Linked DNA regions of Mus musculus: all the other regions are linked to region 1. A link is a contact called in public HiChIP or PLAC-seq and promoter capture Hi-C data. All regions are on one chromosome and are shown on one strand. Each heading gives the region's core, a stretch centred on a gene start, on an enhancer-like site or on the middle of the called end of the contact. The rest is flanking DNA. Distances are from core to core; before and after follow the strand shown. Region 1 holds the start of Spata17 (spermatogenesis associated 17). Region 2 holds the start of Bpnt1 (3'(2'), 5'-bisphosphate nucleotidase 1). Region 3 has its middle 26 kb from the start of Ush2a.

The links. Promoter capture Hi-C pulls out the DNA fragments that hold promoters and counts their contacts. HiChIP or PLAC-seq counts read pairs in DNA pulled down with a chosen protein or histone mark.
Region 2: a contact with region 1 is called in an H3K27ac HiChIP or PLAC-seq map of extraembryonic endoderm stem cells, with 7 times the contacts expected there. The contact joins the promoter of Bpnt1 here to the promoter of Spata17 in region 1. A contact is called at or near these places in 2 of 39 promoter capture datasets (liver and pre-B cells) and 1 of 115 datasets of contacts at active chromatin or transcription factors (extraembryonic endoderm stem cells).
Region 3: a contact with region 1 is called in a promoter capture Hi-C map of the HPC-7 cell line, with 2.2 times the contacts expected there. The contact joins the enhancer-like site here to the promoter of Spata17 in region 1. A contact is called at or near these places in 6 of 39 promoter capture datasets (the 3T3-L1 cell line, 3T3-L1-derived adipocytes, the HPC-7 cell line and 2 more) and 1 of 115 datasets of contacts at active chromatin or transcription factors (the NIH/3T3 cell line).

What each region holds. Positions count from the first base shown.
Region 1 is chr1:187,213,606-187,217,536 of GRCm38.p6, reverse strand. Spata17 (spermatogenesis associated 17) reads left to right here and starts at 2,091. Exons shown (of 10, transcript NM_028848.3): 1 at 2,091-2,367. The coding sequence starts at 2,252. It overlaps Gpatch2 (G patch domain containing 2), which reads right to left and starts at 2,026. Exons shown (of 10, transcript NM_026367.4): 1 at 1,861-2,026. The coding sequence starts at 1,913.
Region 2 is chr1:185,330,017-185,333,947 of GRCm38.p6, reverse strand. Bpnt1 (3'(2'), 5'-bisphosphate nucleotidase 1) reads right to left here and starts at 1,789. Exons shown (of 9, transcript NM_011794.3): 1 at 1,685-1,789.
Region 3 is chr1:188,235,055-188,238,985 of GRCm38.p6, reverse strand. No RefSeq gene overlaps it. Among named protein-coding and RNA genes, the nearest start is that of Ush2a, 26 kb to the left of the region's middle. Within about 2 kb of position 1,660, at least 3 of the 459 cell types and tissues checked have an H3K27ac peak or open chromatin away from gene starts, as enhancers often do. A contact at or near this core is called in the HPC-7 cell line, where this site is marked.

The sequences.
Region 1 (3,931 bases), core at 842-3,341:
GCTGGTGAAGAAGGGAAGGCAGGAGGGGAAGACAACAGTGGACTGGCATGCACACTAACTAGAAAAGAAAGGTCCTGGTTTTGTGTAACACGCTTCTTCGGACAGTTAAGACTCATTTTAAGGTGGCCAGTGGTGGCACACACCTTTGATCCCAGCACTTGGGAGGCTGAGGCAGGCAGATTTCTGAGTTCAAGGGCAGCTTGTTCTACAGAATGAGTTCCAGGACAGCCAGAGCTACACAGAGAAACCCTGTCTCAAAAAAAACCAAAGAGAGAGAGAGAGAGAGAGAGAGAGAGACTGACTCATTTTAAGACTTTCTTTCAAAAGCACCAGCTGATAGGTGCTAATGATATTCTGGTCTCACTCATTACAAAAGATGAGTTGTTTAGCAAGTAAAAACACTACTGCAAGTAACTCCAGTTTAGAGTAATAGCGCGTCAAGTAATAGCCAGTAATACACAGCGCTATCTATGCATGATAGGAGACAGAAAGCACAATGAAGAATAAATGGGGTCACCGGTTGGTTTGTGTGTTTATGTCAACTAGCACACAAATGACTTCCTTTCTATTAGGACCAGACCAATCTACTGAACACTTCCGTTCCTTACCAGGCTCTGAACATTGAAGCATTAAGTACACTTTAGAGGAAACACCAGGATGTAGGGAAGTTCCTTTATCTTGTTTTCTGTGGTGGTTCCTACCACATGTACAACTGCCAAAGCTAAGAAAAACTAGTGCATTGTGACCTGCGTCTCTTGTTCCAAGCTGAGTGCAACAATTACAATTGCTCATTTAAAAAGCTTCTCCTGGGCTGGTGAGATGGCTCAGTGGGTTAGAGCACCCGACTGCTCTTCCGAAGGTCCAGAGTTCAAATCCCAGCAACCACATGGTGGCTCACAACCATCCGTAACAAGATCTGACTCCCTCTTCTGGTATCCCTGAAGACAGCTACAATGTACTTACATATAATAAATAAATAAATCTTTAAAAAAATAAAAATAAAAATAAAAAAAAAAAATAAAAAGCTTCTCCTAGTATTCTAACTGAAAATCGTGAGAACTTAAAAGCTACAAGAAAAACAACACTGGTTAGAAATGGTCTCTAGAGAGGAACCAAATAAGCCATCTGACCTAAGATATTCTTTTAACTTTTCAGTTATCGGTGATGCTAAACAATCAGACATCACAGCCCACTGGCAGGAACTTTAAAAATCACAGTTCTTGACTTACTGGTCAGATTTTTATGTTTCAAGATGGACCGCAAGACATCTACTTTCTTGTTACACTAACGTTTCTCTGAAAAGCGTTGGAACAAACGGGGGGTGGGGGTGGGGGTGGAGGTTGGGCGACCAGGGTTTTCAACTAGAAAATCCAAAACTGAGCTATCATCTCTGGTACTCAGGGGCACAGGACAACTTTGCCTCTTAAATTTTCTGTACCTGCGAGTCTCCTACAGCAGGGATGTCATTAAAGATCAAGTGTGATTTGCGAAAGCAGTTTGGAAACTTACAGCAGTGGACCAGGGTACCCTAAAGACAAATTCCAACCTGGGGCTACTGGAAAACGCCCCTTTCCCATAAACTAGGACAGAGCCTCCAGGGCGGTGGAAAACTTCTAGGCTTTACACGAACCGAGCTGCGCAGGGAGTACAAGAGCCTGGTGTCTCTGCTACTAAGAAACTTCTGGGACTGGGAATTTCTGTGATCTTGTCAACCACGGAATCTAGTACAATGTGGCCGGTTTGGCAGGGACAACGGGAACGCGGCCTGAAGAAACTTGGTGCACGGCCGTCTCTGACCCGGAGCCCCGCGAGCTGCTCGCCGGCTCGCTCGCCCCGTTCCCAACCGCCCGCCGGGCTCACCAGCTCTTCCCGGCGGCGGTTCCGATCGCTGGGCGCCCGTCGGCCCCAAACATCAACGACACCCGGGAGCGCGGCCTCGAGGCTCAGGCCCGAGGACCGACTCCAACTCCCGCAGCCCCGGCCAATTCCACACAGGACTTCAGCATTTTGAGAGCAACTTCCGGAAGCCGGCTGGAGGCGGAAACCGGAAACCGGAAGCGACCATTCGCTCACCTTAGCCTACCCTGACCCTTCCCATCAGCAGCTCGAAATTCCAGGAGAAAGGGGCGAGTCGACTCAAGTCTGGTCTCACGTGTACAAATCCGATTTCTCTGTCCAGTTGCTTGAAACTGAAACAGAGTGAAAGGAAAGGCCGATAAGTCGGAAGTGACCTTGGTTCAGCCCAGTTGCCATGGAGACTAATAGTAACAATTTTGGTGAACTCCAGGAGTTGAAGGACATGGCTACTTTAGCCAAGCTGCTGGCGCGGGCACCCTTTCTAGAAAGTCAGTACTACTTTAGGAACCGGTGAGTAGTGAAGAGAGGGGTCTCAGAAGATGTTTACTGTTAACAAATTACTTAATTCAGGAAATAATTCTAAATTCTTCTTCTCCCCATGGGGATTCAAACATGATCAGAAGTTTATATATATATATATATATAATCAATCACAAGTGGATTATATATACATTGACAAGTCATTAATAAGTTAATATTCTCTAAGGAAGATCCCAGAATAGAGAATTATTAAGGGCCGCCCTAAATGAAGTAAACCCCGACTGGGGAAACAGGCAGGAGGATGACTGTGAGTCCAGTCCAGCCTGGGCAACACAGAAAATTCAAGGCTGCCCTGGGCAACATTTGGGAGTCTTCCTCAAAATACTGTTTTGTTTTGTGGGGCTTTTTTTTTTTCGACATTTTAAAATAATCACTGAGAAATTTGGTTTGGTGAAACCTATTTTATACAATGTAGGTCTAGTGGCCTAATTAACGTTAACCAGGCTTACCCAGGTAGTTCCATGAATTCAGAATATCAATGTCCAAATGGGAATTTGAGCTTCACTTAATCTCACAAACATCACAGAATTCAATTCATCTGTGATTCATTTGTCCAAGTGAAGTTTCTATACCATTGTGACAAGATAATTGGTACAGTAAATGGGCAAGAGCTAAGGCAGCATTCTCACCCCCCACACCTAAACTTCCTCTCCATGAAAAGGGGACATTGAAACTAGAAGCAATGGCCCAGTGGTTTTCAAAACTTAGAAGGAATCACAAAAAGTACATTACAAAAAGTGTGATAAATTATAGCAGACCAGCAGTGACCAAGTCAGTGTGAGAAAGTCCTGATAAGCTATTCTTATCCTAACATACATCTCAACTATAGTTTTGCTATTTCATCGTGAACCTCTAGCAACTACAGTGATAATTCAATCTTGTAACTTTTGTGAGAAACTATGGATTTTCTTGCTAGAAGTAGGCCAATGTTGCTTTTTTTCTTGCCTCTTAGTTTAACCATTATTTCAGCCTGTACTGTCTTGCTTCCTGAAATGGAATAGCTACAACAGTTATTTAGTGAATAATCACATTACCGAAGCTTCCAATTAATCATCTTTAAATAAGCATAGCCATTGCGCAATGGAATTCTTATACTTAACATTCAGAGATCATATAGTATTCATTTAGAGTTATGTGGCAGGCTCCTGCTTGTTCATGACCTCAGTGTGCAGTGGGGACAAGTTGACTCCTTCATGCTATTGTGGAGCAGACATTGAGAACGGAATTGTGATGCGCTCGCTCTAAGTCAAAACTGAGCTGCTGGTTTCCCTTCTGCTAGCTGGCATCCAGAGGGCCCGAATGTGTTAGGTGGGCTGTTAAAGGAAATAGGTCACTCAGGGATCACACTCAGCTATAGAGCCTGTGTATTTAAATACTGCACTACCTGGGAAGAAGTGTCCCGAGCAGCAGTAGTGGTATAGATATTCTGATCTATAGTGCTACCCACAACAGGACTGATGGCTGCTGGGGTGTGGTCCTCCGCATCAGCCTTCAGTGTAATCCCTTTACACTGTTCTGAATGTGGCCCCATTAT
Region 2 (3,931 bases), core at 540-3,039, 1.9 Mb after region 1:
TGAACAATTAATAGAGATCCCCTTATTACCAGCTATCAAACGCAATCATCAGCTAATCAGCTGGGCGTGGTGACCTTGCTTCTGGTCCCTGCACCTGGGTAGCTGAGTCAGGAGGATTGGGAATAACACATTAACTTTAGTTACACAGTAAATTCAGGCTAGCTTTGCTACCGAGTGTGGTACTTTCTCCAAACACTCATGCATGTACACATATATCCTCAATTCCAAAAACTCATATAAATATGCCGAATATATATATGTGTGTGTGTATATGTATATACATACATATATGGAGATAGAACAACCCTGGACCTCATGCATGCTAGGCAAACACTACCAACTTAACAATATCTCTCAGTAAAATTCCAGAAATGAATCCAAACATACTACTAAGGGTGGTATTTTAAATCCAAGAAAGAAGCAGATGAATGTATGACACTGCCTAGCCCTTGGGACGAGACACAGGAAGATCCTGGATTTGAGGTGGGCTACACCGCAAGATCCTGTCTCAAAAGAAAAAAGGAGAGAGGAAAAAGAAAAGAAAGGAAAAGGAGGAAAGCCACTCGCACACAAATAGCAACTGGTAGAGCTTCAAAAACAGTTGGATCTTTCTTACATTCTTATTAAAATACGTTCCAGGTAAAATGGTTCCGCTGGTAAAGGTGCTTGCCGCTAAGCCTGAGAACTTGAATTCAAATACAGTGAAAGGAGAGAACTGACTCCTGCAAGCAGCCCTCCATCCTCCACCCAAACACCTGTGGCACCTGTACACACACACACACACACACACACACACACACACACAGCCAATGCTGGGTTTTGTTGTTGTTGTTTAATGTTCCAGGAAGTCCTGGCTGGAAGCACATGTACCTTGGATTTGAAGCCAGTCTAACAGTTTTCTCTCTCAGTCTAGTAGATTTAAATTAAGGTAGAAACTACAAGAAGTATAGGAATGGCTTTATAAACTTGAAAAGGGCCATTAAAACATAAAACTAAGTGTATTAACACATTTACACAGAAATTAAAACTTCTACATGTCCAAAATGCCACAAGCAAAGCCAGTTCATACCATATAACAGGAGAGGAAAGTCCTGTATCCCCAGTAACAACTGGGCTGTTTTGTTTGGGGCAAGAACAGTTGACAAGCCATTTCCAGAAAGAGAAAGGTGCTTATCACTAAATACACGAAATGCTCAGTCTACTGAATTTAAACGAAATGCAAACCTCCAGCCTGAGAAGTGATTAAGGTTGCCACACGAAATCGTTTGCCCAGTCTGCAGGGATCGAGGAAACGTGTCCCTACTGGAGCCCTCCAACAAAAACAAAATGTATACATGGGTTCGACGCAGCTCTTCTATTCCTGGTTAAATAAATCACAGCAGCCTACTGATGCAAAGAAATGACGACTGAAAGGATCTTTGCTATTCTGAAGTTTCTAAATACGGATGCGAAAGTCAAGTTTAACTCTGTAGTTTATTCCACTATGAAAGAGAAGGTCCAGATAGACAACCACATGTGGCCACTCAAGCTTCTAGAAGCGTCTGAACGACGAGCAGTGTAGCAGTGTAGTGTTTGGGATTACAACCCCTGGCACTCCTCTAATCTGTGCCAGGGGTGGGCAGTTACCTGAACAACAAGAAACCAGGGCCGCCTGAGCCTCTGCGTTGCAGCGGGAGAAACTTACACTCAGCCTGGTGTCCCCTAAGCGCTGTCCGGCCTGGTGGCTCGCTGTCCGGGAACCGGCTGCCTCCAAGTCCACTGGTCCAATGCTGTGAGAAGGACAGCGGCTGCGCGTGCGCGAGGTCGGCGCAGGCGCACACAGGTCCCCGCGCGCTCCCGGCTGTCGGGGGAACCCGTTTCTGAGCGTTCTGCGCAGGTTTTCGCTACTTGTCGTCAGAGCCTGAGTTCCCAGGCCGTTCCTGGGTGCTGGTTTCTGGCATCTTGGCGTCACCGCCACAGTTTTTGCTTGTTTTCTCCCCTAACTTAGCTGCGACTGCACAGGTGCCACCACGCTGGCTTGCCTTTGGTTTTTAGTGAGTTGCCTTTGTGGGATTCTTTTGATAAAAGCAACACTTTTTTTTTTTCCCTTAAAAAATTTCTCATGCCGTTATTTTATGAGGATAATAATAAAAAGATTTTGTTTTTATGTGTTTTCTGCGACTCTCAAACCTTAGTTAATAGAGGCAAACCATAACTTATTTGTTCATATATATTTGTTAATATATATTTGTTCATATACATGCATATATTCATATACATTCATATAAACACACACACGGTATCATTCAGGCAGGCCTCGAATTCTTGGCAGTCCTACCTCAGCTTTTCCTGTACTACACACTCCTATTCTCACCAGCCCAGCGAGAAATGTCCACACACACCACTTACATATCGCTAGGATTGGGAAAGACTTTTTTTTTTTAATTTATTTATTTTATGTATATGAGTACACTGCAGCTATCTTCAGACAGACCAGAAGAGGGCATCTGATTCCATTACAGATGGTTGTGAACCACCATGTGGTCGCTGGGAATTGAACTCAGGATCTCTGGAAGAGGAGTCAGTGCTCTTAACAGCTGAGCCACCTCTCCAGCCCTGGGAAAGACTTCTTTAGTTTATTTCATTTACTCTGTATTTAGACATACCTTTCAGGTGTGGTAAAAATGTCTACAACACACACCCTCTAAAGCCGTACACTGGATGCTGGTGGGATGGCTCAGCAGGCAGTTTGGAGCACACGTTCTTCCAGAGCACTGGGGTTTGGTTCCCAGCACAGGCTCACAACTATCCAAACCTCTAGTTCCATGGTGCTCCACAACCTCTTCTGACCTCCTCTGGTACCAGACACACAAATGGTGCACATAAATACACCCAGGCAAAGACTCATACACATAAATAAATCAAAAAACAAAACAAAACAAAACAAAACAAAACAAAAAACTTAACAGTCCATACATTAGTTTTTGTAGTTACATTGTAACGGCGTAACAATTGCCATAAATACGGACAGATACATTCTCTCTCATGGATTTAGCTTAGCCACTGAGATGCAGAGTCCACCGGCACTCTGGGAAGTATGCCTCTTTCATGAGCTCACAGTATCTTTGTAGGGAGAATTCTGGAGTTTTGTTTTTTTTGTTTTTGTTTGTTTTTAAAAAAACAGACAAACAAATGTTTTTGCTTGAATCCCAGATGCGGGGATATGGGGCTGCTTCAGACCATCCAACTATGACAGCGGCTGCTGACTCTGATTTGCCTCTTGCCCTAGCAGAGGCGTGGTTTTGCTACCTGTGGATAATTTCTGTGATTGTATGATATTTGAAATCAACTTTTCAGATGGTATATAAATGCTAAAGAGTGGAGACAGGGTGGCATAGTTGTGCTCACAGAGAAAATAAGATTGGGGTCTGTATCTCTTTTTCTCTCCTCTATCATTGTTCTTCTCCTATCTAGAGGTAGAGGATGAAACTGGGAGAATAAAGCATGGGAAAAGAATCCACAAAGTAGCTCAGACCAGCTACATATCTTCTCATAGGGTTTCCCAGAAAACAGCCTAGTTGATTGAATACAGCTAGTTGTTCTGGAGAGTTTGGTGGTAATGTTTTCTTCATGCTGCTGTGAGATGACAGCTGTCAGTCAGGTTCTCAAATGGGAAACTACAGTTCAGAGAACGGTATTGTAAATGCTGTCATTTACTACAGAGCAGGGGAGATGGTGGTACAAACAGGAGAATTCACAAAAACGCTTAAACACCGTGTATAATTCCAGGTGCGGGGGAAGGCCCGCATCCCCCGAGCCAGCTGCTTAGAAAGACTAACCATATGGGCCAGCTCTTTGTTTCTGAGAGACCCTAACTCCTTGAATGAGGTGAAAGAGGCATGGAAGATGATTCCCACCATCAACCTAGGACTTCCACATGCACACATAGATG
Region 3 (3,931 bases), core at 411-2,910, 1.0 Mb before region 1:
TGTACATTGTATTACAGACATGGGTCTGGAGAAAGGAAATCTTTGTTGAACACAAAGTCCTGAAGGAAAAAAAAATCCTAAGAAAATAGAGTTGGGAAGCAGGACTCCTAAGAAAGGAATCTTACTTCAGACTTCCTGGGTCAGTGCCAAACATGTTTCTAATGACTAATTTCAAAATAGTGGTGTGTATGCTACACTGAAGTATATCACACAAAGATCTGTCTCTTAAATATTTCCATCTGGATCCATGCACTTTCTTGAATAAAAACTTATAGTTGGTTGTCAGGGAATTGTGTATCCATTCTGGCTTATGTTCAATGTTTAATTCCAATAGCCAGGACTGATTTTGAAGATTAATGTATAGACTATCTTTCTAGAAGCTTTCATTTGTAAAAAAGAAATCAGTGCTGTGTATGATAGCTATTGTGCTTAATGTTGAAATAAAATAAAGAGAATTTATTTTACATTTTTTTATATTGCCTTCTGTATGAGAAACTATATCTGCACACTGTGATTGTCTTTGGTCAAGATTATCTCTTTAATGTCATGGGAACTGTCAGATTTCCACTTGGTGAAATTCAACATGTATAAGCAAGGCAGACTTGATCTTTCTCATGCCACTCTGACTCCTGAGTCAAGAAAATGGTGATGGAATTACACAGCCTTAATTGTGTCTAAAGCATACATGGCGACGACCCTTCTTCTAGCTTCATTCCACACTGTAGATGGAGACAGCCATGGCCAAGTCATCCTCAGCAGCCTCTTCCATCTAGCTCCTGATGCAGATACATAAGGGACCATTGCATCAGCAGGACACAGGATCCCCAGATGTAGACACAGTGGCTCCATTCACCTTTTCTCCATTGCTTAGGATAAAGAGGGCAGGAAGAGTCACCTGCGCAGAGCAGGAAACACATGAAAGACAAACAAAGCAAGAACAAATAACGGCTCCAGGCTTAGCTGTCTGCGCCCTAAATTATATATTCTTACTGATTAAAATGTTAATAATTTAGAAAGTTTGGGGATTAAACATGAAATTGCTAAGAAGTAAATAACTGAGCAAAGATCTAAACGGAAAGGCAGATTGTAGCCCCAAACTGAAGCCTGAGGCGTCACAGGGTAGCTCTCAGGTGCTCGACAGTCAGACGACATGGCTGTTAGGGGACTTCTGCTGGACAGTGAAGGAGAACTCTGTCCATGTCTGCTTCTATAACTTAAACTGTGTTCCACCACCCTCATTCACTACTAAGAGGCAAAGAAAAGGAAAATGTAAAGTTAAATAAATTTGGTGAGAAAACATCAAGAACCCCCACACATACATACACACACACACACACACACACACACACATATACATACACACATACACATACGTACATACACATACACTCATACACACACATACACATACATACACACACATACACACACATATACTTACATACACACACATACACTGAGTAGGCCAGCTCCATCCTGTCTGCCTCAACCCTTCCATTTCAGAATCACCTAATTTGTATCTCCCCATATCTTCCCATATCTAAATGCTGAGGCAGAGAAAATGCATTACATTTCTTCTGCCTGGTGAAGAGACCAGAGCTGGAGGAGGCCAGAGCCTCCCAAGAAGTGTGATGAGCAGAAGTATGCCAGCCCATGGCCTTGATGGAGCCCAAGGAAGCTCGTTAACTATGGTGTGACAGGGAGAGGGACAGCAGAAGACAGAACAATAAACAAGATAGCAGCCAGCAGGCCTTTACACTTCACAGGAAGCCCCCTCCCAAATCTCCAAAAGTCCCGAAGACTCATGATAATAACCAGAGTCTTCCTGTGTCCTCTAAAGACCTGGGTGAGTTCTGAAGTCTGTTTAATAATACAGTCTAGGGATTTTGAGTTCAGAAGAAGGAAGGTACAAAGTTCAGGAAAGAGAGAGAAAGTCAAATACTACAGAGAACGTTACTTCCTTACCATTACATAGCACAACAGTGTGATGCTACATGATACCCACAAAGCAATGCTCATGGTGGGGATAATAAAGACGACATCGGTATTCAAATCTGAAGGGACTGAGGGATCTCATAACTAAACACTTCCCACTGTGAGAAGGAATAGAGACCAGTCCGGGACACGCTGAAGAGCTTGAGGTATGATGGACAGAGTTGAACTAAATGAAGAGGAACATCGCATCTGTTAGCATGCACTGTAATTCCATTTGGTAGAGCGCATGCTCGAGGCTAAGAAGTGCAAGTGTAACTAAACAATCTTTCAAGTGTCATGAATACCTGAGGAGAGATAAATACAAGCTTAATGCATTTTGTCTAAATCAAAGACAGCCAAGAAAGGGCAGTAACAGAGTCTACTGTAGACACAGATGTGACCAATAATTTCCTTGAAAATAGAGTTTAGGATGGCCATTAATATTTCATATCAAATGAAAATATTACATTACTATTTAAATTTAGCCGTTTGTAACAACACAATGACTAGGGAGCGGAAATGAGATTGCTGACCTACTATATTAGGATATGGATCTTACATTTCTACACGCCGAGTCATTCTATAACTTTATAAAGGAGAATTTGCTCAGGAGCTAGGTCAATGATTAAGAGGACAGAGGTAACTGAATAAAAGGCAAACTTCCCCATCTATGAAGGAGATGTAGATTTTAAATCAGGAATCAACTTCTCCATTATTGGTTGTTGTTCCCATGGCATGATAATTTATTATTCATTATCAGGATCTCTGAAGTCACCTTCCAGCTCTCCCATTTATCAGCACTGTAACTTGTCCATGAGGCCCTTAATGTTTCAGCTTGCCCATTTGTAGAAGAGGGATATTCCCAGCACACATCATGTGTGCAGAGACATGTGTGTGAGGAGTAATATAGAGCACTTGGGCAGAGCCGACACATAGCATATGCTACTGAAGGCTCTACAGACACACCCATTTCCACTGGTGTTGACATCCTTTAAAGTTCATATGGCATTTTAGCATTTCAGAAACTTATCTATGACCTAGGCATGAAGGTACAGGCCCATAGTGCTAGCATGTCTGAGGCCAATCTGTCCTACAAAATAAGACCCTGTCTCTAGTAAACAACAACACCAACAACAACAAAAAATGTATATTTATCTACCTTAATCTTTCTAACAGAACCAAGAGCCAGGTGGCCTTAGCTACATAGTTAAGAACCACTGTACAGTTTGCAGAGATTCTGAATACTATTTCCAAACTCTTGTCAAATTTTCTCCATCCATAGCTGTCTTTTACATAAATTGTAAAGAGTGAGAGCCTTGATTTCCTTTATCTGTCAACCCTCTTCTTCCCACCAGTCTTATTTCAAGAGGACTTAAAGTGACATATTTCCCCGAGTCTCCTATGTTATGGAAGCTCCAGATAATAATAAATGACGAAGCTTAGAATCAGCAACCAGGTGCCTGCCATGTCTGTAAAAACAGAACACAGAGCTGTAAACACAGTGGATCAGTTTATGACTAAAGAGCAGTGCCTTCCATCCCCTTCCAAGTACCCAAGATGCCTCTGTCAGCTCAAGGAAATATGGAGGCCAATATTTACAGAGATTATTCTAGAAGGTAATGGCAATAATCCTCACAATTAGATAATAGAGCCTCTCCATATTAACATAAATGATATTTAAAAATGGAAGCATTAAGCCACTGGGATCATAAGCTCCAATATTAATGGGGCACATAAACAGGAAAAAATGGTTTTGTGCTATTTAATCTCAAAAAAGGCTTAATGACCCTTATCTGATTATCAAAACAACAGAAGCAACTGTATTAGATAAATAGGACATTATGACTACTGCTAACTGGTAAGCAGCTTGAAAATATCTAAATGAGTGTGTTTTTAATTCAACCATAAGAGTCACAGGAGGAATACTAAAGAGATGTCCTGGGTATGGCTATGACAT